3 separate regions of the Zea mays genome follow, and regions 2 and 3 are each linked to region 1. The links are chromatin contacts, called in public Hi-C maps. All regions are on one chromosome and are shown on one strand. The core of a region is the stretch at or near the end of the contact, and the rest is flanking DNA. Distances in the headings are between cores, read along the strand shown. Region 1 holds the start of LOC100274659. Region 2 holds the start of LOC103633224 (Polynucleotidyl transferase ribonuclease H fold protein with HRDC domain). Region 3 holds the start of LOC100284505 (ATP synthase chloroplast subunit2).

What was found. Hi-C and Micro-C count contacts between places; a contact is called where the count stands out from the background.
Region 2: a contact with region 1 is called in a Hi-C map of an unstated tissue, with 4 times the contacts expected there. The contact joins the promoter of LOC103633224 here to the promoter of LOC100274659 in region 1. A contact is called at or near these places in 5 of 25 Hi-C or Micro-C datasets (ear, leaf and an unstated tissue).
Region 3: a Hi-C map of ear shows a contact between it and region 1, with 4 times the contacts expected there. The contact joins the promoter of LOC100284505 here to the promoter of LOC100274659 in region 1. A contact is called at or near these places in 8 of 25 Hi-C or Micro-C datasets (bundle sheath, ear, leaf and 2 more) and 1 of 3 datasets of contacts at active chromatin or transcription factors (seedling).

What each region holds. Positions count from the first base shown.
Region 1 is chr7:162,183,795-162,186,494 of Zm-B73-REFERENCE-NAM-5.0, reverse strand. LOC100274659 reads right to left here and starts at 1,387. Exons shown (of 1, transcript NM_001148984.1): 1 at 683-1,387. The coding sequence starts at 1,254. The coding sequence ends at 898.
Region 2 is chr7:161,858,181-161,860,880 of Zm-B73-REFERENCE-NAM-5.0, reverse strand. It overlaps LOC103633224 (Polynucleotidyl transferase ribonuclease H fold protein with HRDC domain), which reads left to right and starts at 1,288. Exons shown (of 12, transcript NM_001351852.1): 1 at 1,288-1,597; 2 at 2,379-2,620. The coding sequence starts at 1,300.
Region 3 is chr7:161,836,523-161,839,222 of Zm-B73-REFERENCE-NAM-5.0, reverse strand. It overlaps LOC100284505 (ATP synthase chloroplast subunit2), which reads left to right and starts at 1,380. Exons shown (of 1, transcript NM_001157400.2): 1 at 1,380-2,700. The coding sequence starts at 1,423. The coding sequence ends at 2,502. It overlaps LOC103633224 (Polynucleotidyl transferase ribonuclease H fold protein with HRDC domain), which reads left to right. Exons shown (of 12, transcript NM_001351852.1): 11 at 1-309; 12 at 543-837. The coding sequence ends at 621. It also overlaps LOC109461486.

The sequences.
Region 1 (2,700 bases), core at 138-2,637:
TTCAGAAATCAAGCGCCAGAAATGGTCAGAATTCACGATGGAGTAAAAAAAGGTTTTTCTGGTGTGCTCATTTTTACCCTTAGTTGTGTTTTTTTTTTTTTGCTCAGTTTTGCCTTTTTCAGTGCTATAGAACAGAAGGGTAAAACTGAGCAAAAAACACAACTAAGGGTAAAAATGAGGACAACAGCAAAACCGAGGGCACCACCATAAAAACACCAAAAAAAAAAAGAATGAGAGCAGCTGAGGAATGGATGTTCACCATCTCAATCACTCTGACCTCGAGCGCCTCCAATGTCTACATAATGGTATGTCCAATGTCTACATAATGGTATGAACAGAGGAGGCACAAGGCATCAGAACAGACAACAGGGATTCTATTGTACTGCATGTCAATATTCCTGCTTCATCTTCATCCATGATCTGATGATCATAAGTGGATTAAGAGCAGTAGAGCACTACTAAACGAAACAGCACAGTACAGATTTAGCGACACGATTCAGAAACCCTCCACTTCAAAAGCAGTTCAACCAAGCTGAAATGAGCTAAAATTACTAACAAAGTACAAGCTCCGATGGTAATCTGTACTCCATAGTTCCACAATCCAATGTCCAAAGCAAAAACAGGTAAGCAGAGATGTATCTACTCAACAAAAAAAAAGATAAATAACTCTTCATAGCTTATATGTCTATCAATATACTTTATTAAGATAGATTGGTCTCCTGATCCAAGACCTAACAAATGTACACCCTATCTGGTATCTAATGCTATGCTACTAGTATGAATATGGCAACAAATGGCTAAGCCACGCATGCATGGATTGACGGAGGTGCTAAATAACTAAAACAGCAAGTAATATCAAGTAACATGATCTGATCGTCAATCAGACCATGGTCCGTCTCACTCGGGTATGGTCTGCAGCGACGGCCGCCACTGCCCCTCCTCCCTGTGCCGGAAGTTGGAGCTAGTGCTGGCCACGCACAGGAGCTCCGAGATGACGTCCTGGACGGGCACTCCGCAGCCACCGCCGTGCTTGCCGTCCTCTACGCGCCGCAGCAGCTCCTCCAGCTGCTTCCTAGTGATCCTGATCTTCACCTCCGTGGCCGCCGCCGGCGCGTGGCCGGCGCCCTCGCCCTCGCCCTTGCACGCCTCCTCCCTCCTGTCCTCCACCCACACGGGGTTCGTCCTGGCGTAATGCACGGAGCCCGCACTGCCGCTGCCACCGCGACGAGGCCTCTCGAGACAGCAGTTTCCCATCGATCGGGTTCCCCCTGGTGGGCACGGCACGGGAACTGGATACGGATCGGCTGCTGCTGGAGGCGAAGGACGAGCGAGTTTCGTCCGTGTGCAGTGTGGCCGAAATGATTGGTGCGTGGAAGAAACCGCAGATCGTTTACGAGGGCGGCCGTGGTGGAGTAGTTATAGGCGCGGCGGGCAGAGACGGGAGGGGAGGGGCCGAAGGAACGAGGAGGAGGAGGACGGGACAGGGGGAGCCGGGAGCAGATGCGCGTCCGGGACACGTGGATGGCCGTGATCGGGGTCGCGGATGACGGGCCCGTGGGCGGGCCGACCACGTCGCCGCGCTGGCTCGTCGTTGGGTGTGGGATGGGCTCGATCGGGCTCTGGCGGTGCCGCAAAGTGTGAAACGGGGGGAAAGGGGGATCGTGTTTAAAAGCAAAGTGGGACCTTGTAAACGTGCCTGCCGTTGGCGACGACAGCGCTTTGTATTTGCAGTAGTTTTTTTTCCCCTGTGAACAAATATTTATTGGACGGTTTGTACTTCTTTACTTTGTACGTTTCTGAGCTGCTGTTATGCACGCCAGTATGCCACGACCACTTGGTTTTCTTAACTGTGCGATGCCCCACGTGGCATTGGCAGCTAGCTTGTACGACTTGCATGCGCTCGAGAAAAAATATCTATATGCTTGTGTAGCTTACTAAAAGAGTAGCGCAGCTTGCTAATCATGCTAGCTAGTGTTGTACAACAGAGAAAAAATATCTACATGCCTTGATGTCTTCAATCTCACTAGCTTCATCATCATCATGAACACGAGACAACAGAGAAGGAACGCTAGTTCAATCAGTTCAAGTCCTTAGCCATATTTCTTCACTCCAGAGTTAATCTGACCTTACGGGCAACAGTTCATCATCGGTATGTTTGTTTGCATACCTATCGTGCCAAGCATTGACACACGTTTTCTACCATACTTGTCTAAGGTTATGGACATGTTTGTTTTCCTACCTAAGGTGCTATAATATGTCTGAGCTAGTTGCTTAATAAAAAATTAACCTTAGATAGAAAAGTTAGACACGTTGTGGTATTTTAGGCAGCAAATCAAACAACCCATAGGTGTTCAAATTCCGCGTCAGACCATGGTGTGACTAAGAGAATTTTGTCACACTTTTTATGAGTCATTGATGACCGGAACCTACGCATCAGTAGAAAAATCATGTTACAACCGCGGCTACAAACCAAAAGCACGCCTAACTCTATCAAACCTGGCTAGCCTTAGGCTTGAAAAATTATGGCAAGCGAGGTAGCGAAACAAACAGGCTAAAATTTCGCCTGCAGCGCCACAGTAGTTTTAGATCTTTTTATTATCTTTGCTGGTCTCTCTACGTACTATAGTCTATAGTATAGTCTGGAAAACTATAAAGTCAATTCGCAGATGCTAATACATTTTAAGTTCAGCGACAATGCGG
Region 2 (2,700 bases), core at 39-2,538, 330 kb after region 1:
GAGGATGCAAGGAAGGCACTCACTCTCCATCTACGAGAAGACGACGATGCAGAGCGCCCAGATGTCGAAGAAGTCAAACCAAACGGAGGCAGGCAGTGGAGGTGGATGTGCGCGTCTGGACTGGAGTGGCGGAGTCGGCGTGCGATGGAGGAGGCGGAGGCGACAGACAGATTCAAGTCCAGATCGCTTCTCTTACCAGAGCCACCTCCTCAGCAGGCCGCAGCTACTCCACGGTGACGGCCGCCATGAGAGCCCTCCTCTCCCTCTCCCGTCTCGCCCGACGGCTTCCAGCTTCTCTCAGCCCTGTAAGGGCGCCGACAACATTACTCCTCCGGCACATCCATGCGGACGCCCCTCCGCCACCGCCATCTCATGACTCGACGCCCTTCGTCTCCCGCATCCTCGAATCGGAGTCGTGCCTGACCCCGAACGACGAGTCGGAGCCGGCATCTGATCTGACCCGCGACGAGTTCCTCGCGCGCTTCGTGGCTGCCTTCCGCCCGCAACTGGCGGCTGCCTTCCCCAACCATTACCGTGACGTGCTCGACGAGATGCTCCGCCTCGTCGCGGACGCCGTGCTGTGCCGCATCACCGGGACCGACCGGGGGGGGGGGGGGGGCGCGGCGGTTCGGTGCTAGGCTCCGGCGCGGACAAAGGGCTGCGGCGCGCGGGTGGGTGCGGATTTCGCGGCGGCTGCGGCGTTGCGGCAGCAGAGGTCGGCGGGGCGTGCGGGAGCGGGGGTGTCGTTGGGCAAGGAGCGGGGGCAGTCTACAGATGAGTCTTAATAGTTGTAGAGATATATATAATACAAATACATTAATTATTGTATGAATCAACTAAAAGAGTAAAATAAATTTTATTTTGGAATGGAGGGAGTATATGTCTGATTGTTCATCTCTTTAGAAACTGTTTGTGTAAATATATAAATCTAACTCTAGATATTGCAAGAAACATATTAACTTTTGCCATAACTCACTTAACTCTATTTTAGATAAGCCTATACGTTCCGGAATCTACTCAACGGTTCTATGTTTTCTAAAAATATATTATTTACAACAAATACAAATACTTTGATTATATACAGCATAACATCTTTAATAGTAATAAAAATATTCTCGACGCACGCGCGCCAGTTACTAGTAATAAAAATATTATATGAAAACGAAAACCAGACATCATCACCTATTCATCTGGACCGATCCTCGTGCTGTCCGAAGTCAAACGGTCCAAATCGAGGCACACCTTTTCTTCTCCCTCCCGTCACCGTCGCACTGCCTCTGCCTGCGTCGCGATCGCGACATGCCCGGCGCCGCCACCCTCAGATCGCGCGTGGCCGTCGCGGCCGCCGCGTGCCTTGCGGTCTTCGCAGCGGTGGCGCTGCTCCACCGCAAGCGCCGCTGGAACCGGGCGCCCTCCTCGTCTCGTCGCCTCGGGGTCGGGGGACGCCCACGCCGCGCTTGCGAGGAGGAGGAGAAGCCGCAGGACCGGTTCAAGCGCGTCCTCGCGGACAACTCCTACTCCCCGTTCAAACACCCGCGCCGCAAGAGTGCTCAGTTGGGAAGTGCAGAAGGCGAGGCACCCCTGCCACCGCCTCAAGGTGCGCGTACTCCTGGAATCCTGCTCCTGCTTGTGAGGATCTCAGCATTGCCATCCTACCCGTATGGTTTTTACTTGTTTTTAGGAATTTCACGGGATCCCTGGTACATTTTCTGTCTGAGGAATTTTATCGAACACCTGAGGGCAAAGGTGCGCCGAGTTTGACTAGGAAATCAGATTCATATTCTGGTACCCTTGCTTGGAGAATTTAAGTCCAGTCGCTGCTTTGTGCATTCATGTAAAACGTTGTTCTACTGAGTGCTTCTGTTAGTTCATATTACTCTAGTGATGCACGTAGTGTAATAATAGCATAGTGTTACAAGCTTTCAGAAGAGATCCAGGCCATGTTCTTAACCAAACAATAGATTATTGCTGGTACCATTTGGAACAGCAATCACTTGTCATGTTCTGGTTCTGGAACTGTAATTCTCAAGTAGCTTTAATATTTGTACTGTAACTGCTGACTATTTTACTCGAGGGAGTCAAGCTGTTATTATGAATTAGTAAAGAGGATGTAGGCCTGGTGCAGTGTGGAGACTCGAGAGAAGTCTCATTGAGTCACTAGGTCCGTTTTAGTAAAGGGATGCAGAGATCTTAAAGGGAATGGTTAAGTAGTTGCTATCATTTTACTCGAGGAAGTCAAGCTGGATGGTTGGTTGCATAAATTTTGCTGTAAGACACATTTTGCATATCTAGCATATATACTATTGATTGTTCATAGGACCATATCCCAAATGGTCCATTCTTTTAATTGTTGTGACATTCCATTTTAATTGATACAGAATTGTCACAAAAAGGTCATCCATTTGAGGAGGAAATCACATCTTTGCTAAAGAACCCCCCTGGTTTTCATAGCTTTATGCTGTGTGACCAGTGCCCAGAAATGAGTGCTACATATAATTGGGTTCATACAGAAACTCAACTGGAACATTTGGCGAGATTATTGGGTGAGGAAAGAGCTTTTGCTGTTGATACAGAGCAACATAGCATTCGATCTTTCCTAGGATATACTGCACTAATGCAGGTAATTTACTGGTAGAGGCACGTGCACCCTCAACATTCAATTCTTTATAAGCTTATTATATTTTAATATAGAATTATTCT
Region 3 (2,700 bases), core at 131-2,630, 350 kb after region 1:
CACTTCTGATCATGACACTGTGACACTCGAGACCGATACCGAGCAGCAAGCAAGAGGTGCCTGTACTCCTGGAAACAGTCATGACGACAAGGAACAATCCATATGTGACAATTCTAGTCAGGTCATTTCCAAGAATGCTGAGAAGATATCCCTGTTGGGTCATGGGCATCATGGTAAACAAGTTGTGGAACTTTTGTTTTCTAATGGTGGAGAGGAATTTGTTAACCAGTTTTGCCAAAGGTGGAGGCAGATCTTTGTTGAAGCTGTTCACCCCCGTTATTTACCTTCTGGCTGGAATATTAACCACAGGTTGTTTGCCTTTCATATATATCTTCTCTTGTGCGCTATGCATGCTGATTAGTTGCATAATTGCCTGAACTTCCTGGTGCTTAGAATTGGCCAAGCTGTAGCGAATATCGAAGTTATAGCCATGTACCAGTGACCTTAAAAGATCTTTCTATTTGTCGTAATGTCTTTTTGTCCAGATTTCCTTTCATCACCAGATATTTACTGTTATCTGTATGACCTCTTGTGTGGTTCAGTGGACGGCGGGATTTTGGTGACTTCAGTGTCTACAAGCCACCAAGGAAAGATCCTCAATCTGCAACTGCAAGGGATTAGGCTTACGCGGGTGTCATGCTGTCGTTGGTACCCTGAGGTTCAACTTACTTTCCAGAATTGGTTCCATTCCCTTAAACTTGATCTTGTTGTACTTGTTCCATTCCCTTAAACCTGATATTGTTGTACTTGTATGTATCTCAATCTGTGTGTTTGTTCGAGTACCTTGAAATACCAATTTCATCTCCTATGTATTTCTTTGAGATGAACTTTGCATCAGTTTTGTTGAGCCGTTTTTTTATACGTGAGGATTTAGAGTACTAACAATTTAAGTCCAAGAAAAATCAACAGTGAAGTTCAACTCAGCAGATTAAATCTTCAAAGTGCCGTTTTTAACTGGGAGTTGAGCTCAAATTGGTTTCTTCGGGACAGGCTTGAAACTTGTTGCGTTTGGAACACAGAAACTATTCAGGATTTCACTGGAAACGATTTGATTCCTGTAGAGATGGGCCAAAGCTCCTCCAAATTGTGATCGTAGGGAGTATCTGCTATTTTACCGTGGGATATCCTGGGCAGGATCCCAGTTTCCCCAGAGCATTATTTTGTTTTCCATTCCTGACAAGCAAAAATGGACTGCGGAGAGCGTCATATTGCAAAGCGGTGCAGCCAGCTCGGCAGATCCACATGATCCTCCCCATCTCGCCATCACTGCCCCTCCACCACTCAGCTCGGCTTGAATACCCCACCGTGCACACCTCTCCACCCAAACCCAATCCATCCAAACCCATTTCCCTCGCTCCCATCCCGTCCCGCCCCTTGTCTCTTCCGCTTCCCCCCGACCCCGCGCGCCGCGGACCAGCAGCCATGTCGTGCTCCCACCTCTCCACCGCCTGGTCCTCCTCGGCGCTCGCCAGCAGCGCCTCCACCACCCGACGGCGCTCCCCCCCGCGCTCGGGTCTCCTGGTGCGGTGTTCCCTCCGTGAGCTCCGCACCCGCATCGACTCCGTCAGGAACACGCAGAAGATCACGGAGGCCATGAAGCTGGTGGCCGCCGCCAAGGTCCGGCGCGCGCAGGAGGCCGTCGTCTCCTCTCGCCCTTTCTCGGAGGCGCTGGTGGAGGTGCTCTACAACATGAACCAGGAGATCCAGACGGAGGACATCGACCTGCCCCTCACCCGCACCCGCCCCGTCAAGAAGGTGGCCCTCGTGGTCCTGACCGGCGAGCGCGGCCTCTGCGGGAGCTTCAACAACAACGTGCTCAAGAAGGCGGAAACCCGCATCGATGAGCTCAAGCAGCTGGGCCTCCAGTACACCGTCGTCAGCGTGGGGAAGAAGGGCAACGCCTACTTCCAGCGCCGCCCCTACATCCCGTTGGAGCGCGATCTAGAGGTGAGCAGCGTGCCCACCGTCAAGGACTCGCAGGCCATCTGCGACCTCGTCTACTCGCTCTTCGTCTCCGAGGAGGTGGACAAGGTGGAGCTGCTCTACTCCAAGTTCGTGTCGCTGGTGCGCTCCGACCCCATCATCCAGACGCTGCTCCCCATGTCGCCCAAGGGCGAGATCTGCGACGTCAACGGCGTCTGCGTGGACGCCACCGAGGACGAGCTCTTCCGCCTCACCACCAAGGAGGGGAAGCTCACCGTGGAGCGCGAGAAGGTGAAGATCGAGACGCAGCCCTTCTCCCCCGTGGTGCAGTTCGAGCAGGACCCCGTGCAGATCCTGGACGCGCTGCTCCCGCTCTACCTCAACAGCCAGATCCTCCGTGCCCTGCAGGAGTCGCTCGCCAGCGAGCTCGCCGCCCGGATGAGCGCCATGAGCAGCGCCACCGACAACGCCATCGAGCTCCGCAAGAACCTCTCCATCGCCTACAACCGACAGCGCCAGGCCAAGATCACCGGGGAGATCCTCGAGATCGTCGCCGGTGCCGACGCCCTCGCTGGCTGAGCCTGAGTCCCCTTGGTGGTGCGGTGCTCCTGCTATATATAATTCTTTTTCCTCATTTTCTCCACTCTGCCTGTAATTCCTGATAATAGCACAAACGCAACGGAGTTCTGTGTTCCTTGCGACACACAAGAATTTCAATCCAGAGATGCCAAAATGTATAATCTTGCCGCAACTGAGACGTCGAAGCTCAGTGTATTT